2 separate regions of the Mus musculus genome follow, and region 1 is linked to region 2. Evidence: chromatin contacts called from public HiChIP or PLAC-seq data. All regions are on one chromosome and are shown on one strand. The core of a region is the stretch at or near the end of the contact, and the rest is flanking DNA. Distances in the headings are between cores, read along the strand shown. Region 1 holds the start of Myef2 (myelin basic protein expression factor 2, repressor). Region 2 has its middle 76 kb from the start of Sema6d.

Evidence for each region. HiChIP or PLAC-seq counts read pairs in DNA pulled down with a chosen protein or histone mark.
Region 1: an H3K4me3 HiChIP or PLAC-seq map of bone marrow-derived macrophages shows a contact between it and region 2, with 4 times the contacts expected there. The contact joins the promoter of Myef2 here to the enhancer-like site in region 2. A contact is called at or near these places in 8 of 39 promoter capture datasets (the 3T3-L1 cell line, 3T3-L1-derived adipocytes, the C10 cell line and 5 more), 2 of 115 datasets of contacts at active chromatin or transcription factors (bone marrow-derived macrophages and large pre-B cells) and 1 of 9 other capture datasets (liver).

What each region holds. Positions count from the first base shown.
Region 1 is chr2:125,120,851-125,125,818 of GRCm38.p6, reverse strand. It overlaps Myef2 (myelin basic protein expression factor 2, repressor), which reads left to right and starts at 2,159. Exons shown (of 16, transcript NM_010852.2): 1 at 2,159-2,434. The coding sequence starts at 2,301. It overlaps Gm46759 (a long non-coding RNA gene), which reads right to left and starts at 2,175. Exons shown (of 2, transcript XR_001783448.2): 1 at 1,725-2,175; 2 at 1-1,030.
Region 2 is chr2:124,574,643-124,579,628 of GRCm38.p6, reverse strand. It overlaps a transcript of Sema6d not described here. Among named protein-coding and RNA genes, the nearest start is that of Sema6d, 76 kb to the left of the region's middle. Within about 2 kb of position 3,403, at least 9 of the 459 cell types and tissues checked have an H3K27ac peak or open chromatin away from gene starts, as enhancers often do. A contact at or near this core is called in bone marrow-derived macrophages, where this site is marked.

The DNA of each region.
Region 1 (4,968 bases), core at 910-3,409, 550 kb before region 2:
ACGATTTTGCAGTAGGAACCATGGGGGAGGGTGGGGGCCACTTCAACATCTGTTACCTAAGAGTTTTTCAATGTGCACACATAAACTGGGAAAAAAAAAATTCCCAGTGAGGGAATTAAATTCTCCTTTGTCGATTTCGCTACCCTTAAGTATGCTGTCAACAGCATGGAGAAGGAAAGGTTCATCTCTTCTAGGAGCCCCTCAGTGATCCTCAGTTATGATAACCCTTAGCTCTTTATGAATTCACAAGATTGGGGCTAAAGGGTAGGCAGAGAGCCATTTATCTTAGGCTCACAGTTTAAATCCTGCTTGGTTGTGGGTTGTCCTGGTGCTGTTTGTATTCTGATGTTAATTCTGCTTCCTCCAGAGGGGTTGCCCCCTAGAGCAGTCGCAGCAGGTGAAGTCCTGCGAACCTTCCCATTTTAACTGGTCAATAAAGGCGAGAGCCCGTTTTTTGGGCAGTGGTGGGATAGGAAGAACGGGAGATCTCTGAGAATGGGCACAAGTAGGGAAGAGGGAGGACGAGAGGAGGAAGGAAGACAGTGAGGACAATAGCCATGTTGGAGCAGAACCACGTGGCCAGGAGAAACCACAAGTAGCAAGGGGTCTTATAGCTGGGGAATGTTAGTATAGTGTTAGATCTGCCCAATCTAGGCTTATATCTTATACTTATAATAACTGGATTACGTGGTTTTTTTTTTTTTTTTTAAGATAGGCTTATTGGGGTTGGAAATTCCAAGACACTGCCCCCCAAAGCTCAGTCATTAAGAATAGCTCTTTTAATGGGATATTTAAATTGGCATACTCTGGAGTATGGGTAAGTCTCATGTGTGTGTTTAATTAAATTGTGCTTTTAGCTCGATTACAGCTCTTGAATAGTGCTGTTTCCCAAAGTCCTCCTCCAGCAGAGCTCTAGTGTCCCTTCCGAACCTTCTATTATGGTTTGGTCACGATGAACTCTTGAAAAGTGTTGAAATGTGAAAAAGGTTTTTGCAGGAATCTACTAGTCCAGGACTGTCAGATGGAGTTCCTTGGAGAAATTCAATGGTAACAAAAGAATACATGGAATAGTGAATACTTTGAAATCTAGGGTTGAGGTGGGGTGGGGTGGGTTAATCTGGTTTCTCCTTGATTGAAACCCCATGGGAGCCTTAAGAGATAGACTGCGATACTGTAGCACTTGGCCCTAGATGAAGTGTTTTCTTTAAATCTCTACCTTGCAGGGAAGGAACTGCTGTCTTTACCTGAAGAGAAGTGGAGAACTGAAATGCCTCAGCCGAGGAGAAAGCCTAATTTTCTCTGCCAGATTCCAGCACCTGTCTGCTAACTGCAACCATTAGGCCCCAGGGGTGACAGTACAGAAACACAAAAGTATCTGTTGTGTTTAGGACACTATGTGGGTAGAACGCCAAACTCAGAATTTTGTAGATGACTCTCATCTCTAATAAACTGTGTCTGCCTTATGCTGTTCACTTTTTTTTTAAAGAAGGAAACATTTGAGGAGGTCTTAGCTTTTTTTTTCAACTGAAAAAGGCCATTTTAGTGTGAAGTGTAATCATGACACTCAGGTTTATGAATCTTTAGTATTTAGGGGTAAAATCTATAATCCAAACCAAAATATGCATTTGTAGCTAGTCTTGTATAAGACTTCTTTTAAAACAATTTGTTTTTTCCATGTGTGCGTGTGGTTTGCCTGCATGTATATCTGTGCACCACAGACATACCAGCGCCTATGGAGTCAGAAGAGGTCGTTGGAGCTCCTGTATGTGGGTGCTGGGAACCGAACCCAGGTCCTTGGCAAGAGCAGCAAGTCATCCTAACTGCTGAACTCCTCCAGCCCCCTTGTACAGGTTTTCTTAAGAAAATGATGGACTGTCCAAATCGATAGCTGCCCCGAGAATGTAAAAACTTCGACCTCTTAGCTGATTGCTAAGGTCTACAAAAATCTTCAGCCCTCAAAGAAAGTGGTCAACTTGTCCTCAGCTACCGGTGCTCGCTGGCGGGTTCGTAGAGCATCCACCCGCAGAGATGGAGCTGCCATAGTCCTCTCATCCAAAGGCCCCGTCCCCGAGGACCCCCATCTCTGCCCCCCCAGGCAGCCCGCGCTCCCTCCGCAGGTGGCCGCGCCGGAGCCCCGCCCCCACTCACTCCCCAAGTCGCGGGGCCTCGTCCGCTCTCGCGAGATCCCGGCCGCCGAGCGCTCGGGGCCTTTTCAAATCGCGATCCGTTACCGCTTCTCCGGCCGCCGCCATTGTAGCGCTCGGAGCCCTCATCGCGGCCGAGGCGGAGCCCGCGGCGGGATGGCCGATGCCGACAAGTCCGAGGCGGCCGCGGGTGACGACGGCTCGCAGCAGCAACCGGCTGAGCCGCGGCGAGACACGCACCCCGGCGAGCCCGAGAAACCGCCGCGCAGCAGCGCCAACGGCGTTAAAATGTATTGTCTCCCCCGGGCGGCCGGGCGGGAGGGCGGCCGGGCAGGGCGGGAGGCGCGGGCGGCCCCGGGGCGGGAGCAGGTGCGGTGCTGGCGGCCCCGGCCTCGGGCGCGCGGAAAAACGGTCCCCTTTAAAAGGCCCGAGGCTAGCCTCATCCTCGGGGAGGACCCAGGGATGACATCATCGGTCCTTTCCCCTCCCGGCCCGGTTCCGAGCCCCGGTGAGGGCCGCGTGTGCGGTGGTGGCTTCCAAAGTGTTAGAGCTCACCGAACCCATTGTGTTCCTCTTGATTGGCTTTCGAAAAAGGAGGACTTGGTCTCCTCCACCCACCCGGTGATGGTTGTGGGCCGTGCAGGCTGGTTTATTTATTCATTTTTTTAAAAACACAAACTCAGTGTGTAGTGGCCTTCATTTTACTATAATTCACTTACGATATAATTAAATTACTGAAATATAAATCTGAATTTGGCAAAACTGGGAACGCAACCCAGGGCCTCGTGCAGTCTCCAGGCAGGCGCTAGGCCACAAAATGACACCCCCCCTCCACCGAATGCAGTGCTTTTTTTGTAGAAGAAAACCCGAGGGCTGAAGGTTGGATCTGTCATCTGTGTCTGTAGAGAATTTAGTCGACGTTAATCCATAAGATCTTAAGTTGTAAGGCAGTAGGATAGGGGCAGATTGTGCTCGGCTGTCCTTGTCACGTGGGGCTATGTGAAGGCAAACATTTATTTTCCTATGGCTTATTCTGTAAAAACTGAAGTTGAAAATAATGCCAGTAATTTGTTAAAACACCCTCCACCTCTCCATCCTGCCACGGTAGAAAGCAGTGAACACATGCTTTCTGACATGAAGTCAGAAAAGGGAAAATGTCTTTCTGGCTTTTGTGTGGAAATACTTGAGGCAGTGATTTGGACCAGTCTGTTGAAACCGGCTGAATTGAATTGGTTGCAAACTAGATGGGGTAGTGCTCCTCAGCTTCTCTATGACAGTCTCGCTCTTAGGGTGACATCATTGTATATTTTTTCTTAACCACTGACAACGTATTTAAGAGGAATTACCCCAGTTCCCTGGGGCCTATCCTGAGCTTTAGAAGTTCAGTGTTTGCTGTTTTCCTGATGCCTATATTCATTTTTGAAATGATATATGATATATGTGGAGAGGCACTTTAAGAGCGTTCCATTAGACAGAGCCTGTTGTGTTACCTTTGAATTGGCTAGGAATACCTTAAATATGGACATTCGTCTCCCTACCCACCTGGTGACTTTTGAACAGGAAGCATCGTGTGAGCAGAACAGAATTTTGCAGGTATCAGATTTGCAGGGCTTGAAAGTCAGTGCAGTTTGCTCATGGATGGAGAGTGTGCATGCATCAACCACCGAGAAATCAGAAAGCAAGGAAAGCCTATCTCTTATGCCTGTCAGATCTTGGGCTTTTTCAGAGATTTGCTATTAAAAATAGAAAAAAAAAGTGGAGTGACTGTAACAATATAGTCACCCTCTGTGTCTTTGGATTCTGTATTCATGGAGTTAATGGTGAATTGGAAATACCCACATTGTATCTATATGGAAAGTAAGCATACATGATACACGCGTTGTTTTAGGTATTATAAGTAAGGCAGAGAGTGAAGTGTGTGTGAGATTGTGCTACGTCCCATGCACACACTGTGTTTTGGGAAAGGGCTAGAGTATCTGGACTCTAGCTGTGGGGTGCAATGGGGCTGAGGGGTACAGGGTTGTATTACTAATGTGTACCTAGTAGTGAGGGTGCCACTGTTTGTTTTTTTTTTTTTCCTGAAGAAAATAATCATTGAATCTTATAATGTTGGTATTTGTGAAGCTGGTATCTAAACTTCTATTAGACCCAAAAATACAGTGTCTACAGTTGCATTGCAGGATGGGAAAAGAGGTGAGAAAGAACCATTTTCTAATTTAAGGAGAGAAAATATAGGGCAATTGTTAACAGTAAATACAGATTGTTTCCTTATTCTAATTCATTCTTTCCATATTTTCTCAGTGTTGAGTAGAGACCAATGTACTCTAAGGAATTTCTTACACCTCTGCTGGGCCAGCGTAGGTAGTCACAGTGAATACTTAGGGACTTGAATCTTCTGTGAGTCTACAGTGTGACAACCTGTGGGGTGGTTGACACTTTGGGCTGATTACCATGCTTTCAATGATAAGTCATTAAAAGAAATTTGATAACCAGACATTGCTTTACAACATCCACTGCTTCGAAGTGAGCCATGTGCTGCTATTGGGACTGGAACACCTTGTATTAATGCAGTCACAGCAGACAGAGGGGGCTGTCCTTTTCATCCTGTCACCTTAAATGTTAAAGGTTCACTGAGTATCCATTGAAGAAATAGAGGAAGACATTTTGAGATCCTGAGACTCATGGAAAAGATTTAGTTGGCTTGTTCATCTCTAGACAGGAATTAAAGATCCTGTTTTCTCTGTCTACACTGAAGTGTTTTGGAAGGAAAGCAGTAACTATTTTGTGACTCTTCATTAGTCTTGTATGATTACAGATGTATTTA
Region 2 (4,986 bases), core at 2,154-4,653:
TGCTATATGTTGGTTGGTTCCTTCTAGAAGGAAAAGCATTTGTGAGTACTATGGAACATCTCTGCACACCGAAACAAGCTGTCTCAGGCACCCTCACCACTATTTGATCTGGGAGAATGAGGAATTCTTTGTGGGGAGAAGTGAGCAAACTCTGAAATGAAGACAGGAAGGAGTATAGGAGTCTCCCTCACTGTTTCGCTTCCTGCTGTTTTAGTTGCTATAGTCAACAAGAATAAGGCTGAGTCCAATGCAGTCACATCCATGGAGAGAAAAAGGTCACAGTCATGCAACTTTTATTGTGGTACTTTAATTGTTCCATTTTATTATTTGTTATTTTTAATCATTTCTTGTATCTAATTCATAAATTAAATTTTATCACAGTAGGTATGTGTTGGAGAGAGCATCTATGTGGGGGCAATATTGACCACAGTTTCAAGCATCCACTGAGGAGCTCACTGGAGCCCAGTGCAAAGGAGAAACTACTGTACACTATACTGACTACCTGTTTCACTCTATAGCGCTGAAGATTCGTGGCTGCTTTTTCTCTCTGTCATGCAAGACTAATGTGTAATGTTCTTCCCCTGTATTTATCATATTCCTGAAATTGGTCATAAAAGGTTTTTGAATAATTTGATTATGATGCAGCCTTTAGATGCAAAGCAAAAAAGAAAATTAACCCTGAGACATATGTTTATAGTCCCAGATACTTGGGAGGCTGATGCAGGAGGATTTCTTGAATCCACGAATTAAAGACCAGCAACATGACAGTGAAACACGGTCAGAAAAAAACTCAATCAATCGATCAAACAAACAACCCCATAGGTTTCGTGTTGAGCTTTCCTATAGATACACTGGTTTCCTCTTTCATCTGGCCTAGAACTTCATAAGTGGGTGACATAGGGTGGTATGGATAGTGGGGTCAAAGCCTCCAACTGTGTTAACAAGGGAATGGAAGCACGTAGCTATGGAGGTGATTTGAAAAGAAGAGGCAGCCTGCCATACTTTGTAGGGTAGGGAAGCAGTTTATGCCAGAGCCCTGCTTCCTCTATCCCATAGCACATTTCCAGCTGCCCATGAAGCACTCAAAGAGCTGAGAACAGAAAGATAAAGTGGTGACCAAATTCATGCATACTCTAATGCCAGTATCATAGACAAGCCAGTGCTCAGGAAAAGCCTGCAAGGGAAAAGAGGCATGGATGGTATGAGGCACTGCTCAGAAATAAACAGTTTATCCCATTTGTTAGAGAGCAGTCAGAGCAACTGAAGGTGGGAACAAGGGCTAGGAGATCTTACTATTTTAATTTTTAGTAATTTTTGTGTTAGGAATCAAACCTATAGCTGTGTGTATGCTACACTTACGTTGTATTATTGAGCTATGCTCTTAGGCCCCAAAGTATAGTTCTTAGACCTTAGACCCTTCCTTATACATTAATAACCTTCAGGGTGAGTTGGGTTATTTATTAAAGCCTTATTGAGAAGACTGTTCGTCACCTATTCAGTGATGCAGGAAATCCCTAGCACTGTTGTCTTAGGAGAAGTCGATAGAGAGAATGACCCAGGGGTCTGTTTATTTCCTACTGCTACCTACCTCATTGAGCTAGCTACAGGGTCAAGTTCTTACCTTAAGAGATAGCCAACCAAGCAAGTGCAGCAAAACTTCTCAGGACTCACCACCTGGTTGGCATAATTTTATGAGTATTCAATCACAAAGGGACTAACCCAGCATCTGGGAATTCAGCTTCCCCTGAACCGATCACCAAAAAGCAAGGTGACTCACATTGTCACCCTGAAGACAAAATTTAAAAAAATAAATACAAGGAGGACACAGTTTAAAATTCCACATACAAATGTACTGTTGAGCAAGGGAGATGTGAGCAGATATCACTGACAGGCCCAGCAGTGTACAACCAACATAATTTTTGTTTTGAGGCATGGGAAGGGCATTGTGTCCACACCCCTTCCTTCTAGACGCTCCTTATCCCGTGTGAGCATTTAAGGAATAGAAAGTCCATTACACACGCAGTGATTCAATATGGCTTATCCATGACTCAGAATTGGTTTGATCTACCTTTTTCAACTTGCACAGCCAGGCAGGACTCATTTTCTTTGTCTTCCTCTGAAGTCCTCATTCCTTTTTGAAAAGTTCTTTCAGCCCACCAGATAGGCATGTGATACATTTGCTGAGCTGAGGTATATGGGTAATTTGTGATTAGAAATTCTACTCAAGGATACTTACTAGGTGTATGGGCTGTTAGCTTTAGGGACCTCAGCAAATAGTGTGCCATGTCTTGATCTTCCAGGGAGGAAACTCGGGACAGTTGGGTGGGTTGTCAGCTACATCTCAAAATTGTATATGCACTAAGAACTCAGAAGTGCCATGCCATCTTTCAGGGAATCCACGGAAGTAATTTGGCCTTACTGATGTTTCTCACACATATCACGCTGAATCACAGATGTAAGGCTGGAAAGTACCTTAAAGGCATACTCTCTTTTCTCTCTGTCTGAACTTGTCATTGTCTCTACCAAATCCTCCTAGGCCTTCTGCAACCCCAGAAAAACCCCTGTGTGGTGAGGAACATACTGACCTTCACAGCCTTACTATTGCCTGTTGATTACATAAATACATAGTCTTCTCAATTCAGCTTTATGTGACCGATTTTCTAATAACTGAACACTCGCATTTGCTTTGAGAGCCCTTGGATTCACCTTGGTCTTTGGGCTTTTCATTCCTGATCCCTTTTGTGAGGCTTCTGTCATGTTGTCCAATAGATTGTCTGATGCATAGCCTGGTCTGACCAGAAAAAACTTGAGCATAATGATTTTAGGACTAGGTATTTCGCCAGACACCATTAACATTTCCCCCCAATAGAACTATTAGATTGCTGACTCTATTTATTCACTATAGTTTCAAACCCTATTCTCTAGCCTCATTCAGATCCATTGCTTTGATTACAGCACTATACATATTAACACACACACACACACACACACACACACACATATACATATCTTACATATGTAGATCATTCAGTGAGTTTAGATTTCACTCCACTGCCATCACGACTCTTAGGACTAGCCTTACCTTGGTCACCTCTACTTGCAAAAACGGGAATATCAAATTTGGCACATCTTAGATTTTGATCACTATTTGCTTTCCTCTATCTTCTGCTCCCTAAATAATCTGCTTGCCTTGACTATGATGATGAGACACACCACCATCATATGACAGGAGATGCAGTTCAGAAACCCTGCCACTCAGCTGTGGGTCTTCCCTGTTCCCGCAGAACTCACAAAATTCACTTGTTTTTTCCCCAGAAATTTTGACTTCCATCTTGTGGTTTGTTCCTGGCTGTCAGTCTGTCTTGCCTGGGTCTCGCTTCTACTTTCCAACAGTGCCCAGGTTCCTCTTTCTAGGGCTCTTATCATATTACTTCCTTTTAAAAACTGCTCAGTAAGCTCCCCTTCTTCTTACAATAAAATCTAATCACTTAACATTTTAGAGACCTCCCCTATGTGGCTGACTGTACATTCTCTCAGTTCCTTTAGGAAGTCATGCTATACTCTGCTTTATCAGGAACATTCCACTGTGCCCCTCTCTCCTACTTCCAAGTCATTTTTTTCTTTTAAGACTACAGTGTAAATGTCACTGATTGGAGGTGTGGAAGCCATCTTCAGACAATTCTGCACCCCAGCACAGTTTATCCTGTCATAACACCTGGCTTGACACTTAAACTCTGCTACTTTATTGGACTGCTTCATTAGTGGGTTCCATGTACTGTGACATAGGCAGGCATCACCTTAGGTACATACAGTGCCTAGTATGGGGGCAGGTAGAACAGGTGTTTAGAATTTTCCCATAGAAGGAACAAAGTGCTGCTGTCAACATTTATATTTCTAGCTTTGCTCAGTGCCTAAGACTTTCTTTATGAGTATCTAAACTGTCATTATTAGCAGCATAACATGTATGTATATATGAATATATAAATACACAATACACATAAAAATAAACACACAAATATATATTTGAGATGGGATGCTGTTATGCAGTCCACATCAAGCTTAAATTTGCAATCATCTTGGCTCAGCTGCTCAAGTATGCGTGGCTCACCAACAATGTTAATAAGACAATAATTTGCTTATTCATTAAAGGGATGGACACATATGTCGAGGTGATGCTGAGAGGTATTTGATTTGTGGTTGGAGAACCAGAGGCACTGGGAGAGGGGAAGATGAGGATAGATTTAGCCCTGGGATTTGCCTCTGAGCCTCACAAATGAGTGACGTTGCATGATGCCTTTTCTTCACCCATGATGCTAGTGGCTACGATAGATGCACAAACATTGTGTGTGTGTGTGTGTGTGTGTGTATTACGCACATGTTACACGTTTTAAAGATGTCTTTTCTTGGAGAATTTCTTGGGTTTTTTTTCTTTTATAGTATTTGATGTTGGTCTGACCATGATTAGATGACTGATATTTCCTGTCTAGGAATGAAACTACTATCCACTGAAGCCATTGTAAAACTTTCAGAAGTTTTGAGCATAATTAAGTGACCCTTCTAAAATATCTAAATACTTAATGCATTTTCTCTTTTTGTGAATTCAATGACTTATATCATTTTACTAGTGAAGTATTAAAAATAATTTATAATATGACTCCTTGTAAGAGCCAGTCAGATATATAAATAATTGAACAAGTGACCTAAAGACCTGTTACTTACATATCTTAACACCCTGCAGGAATATCTTACCTCCTGCTTTCCAATTGTGCCATAGTTAGGAGTCAACAGCCACTATATTTTCATTTTTTATCTCTTCTGCAAATCCAGACCAATTATCCTTCAGTGGAACCTCTTCACTGGTCCAATTTACCCTTAGGATACTTCAAATGCTTCTAATCAAGTTGAGTTTCCCTCTGGCCTTCAGATCTCCCAGGGGTATGAGTGGATGCTACTGGAGGTGCAAAGCCATGATGGGACATGGAATAT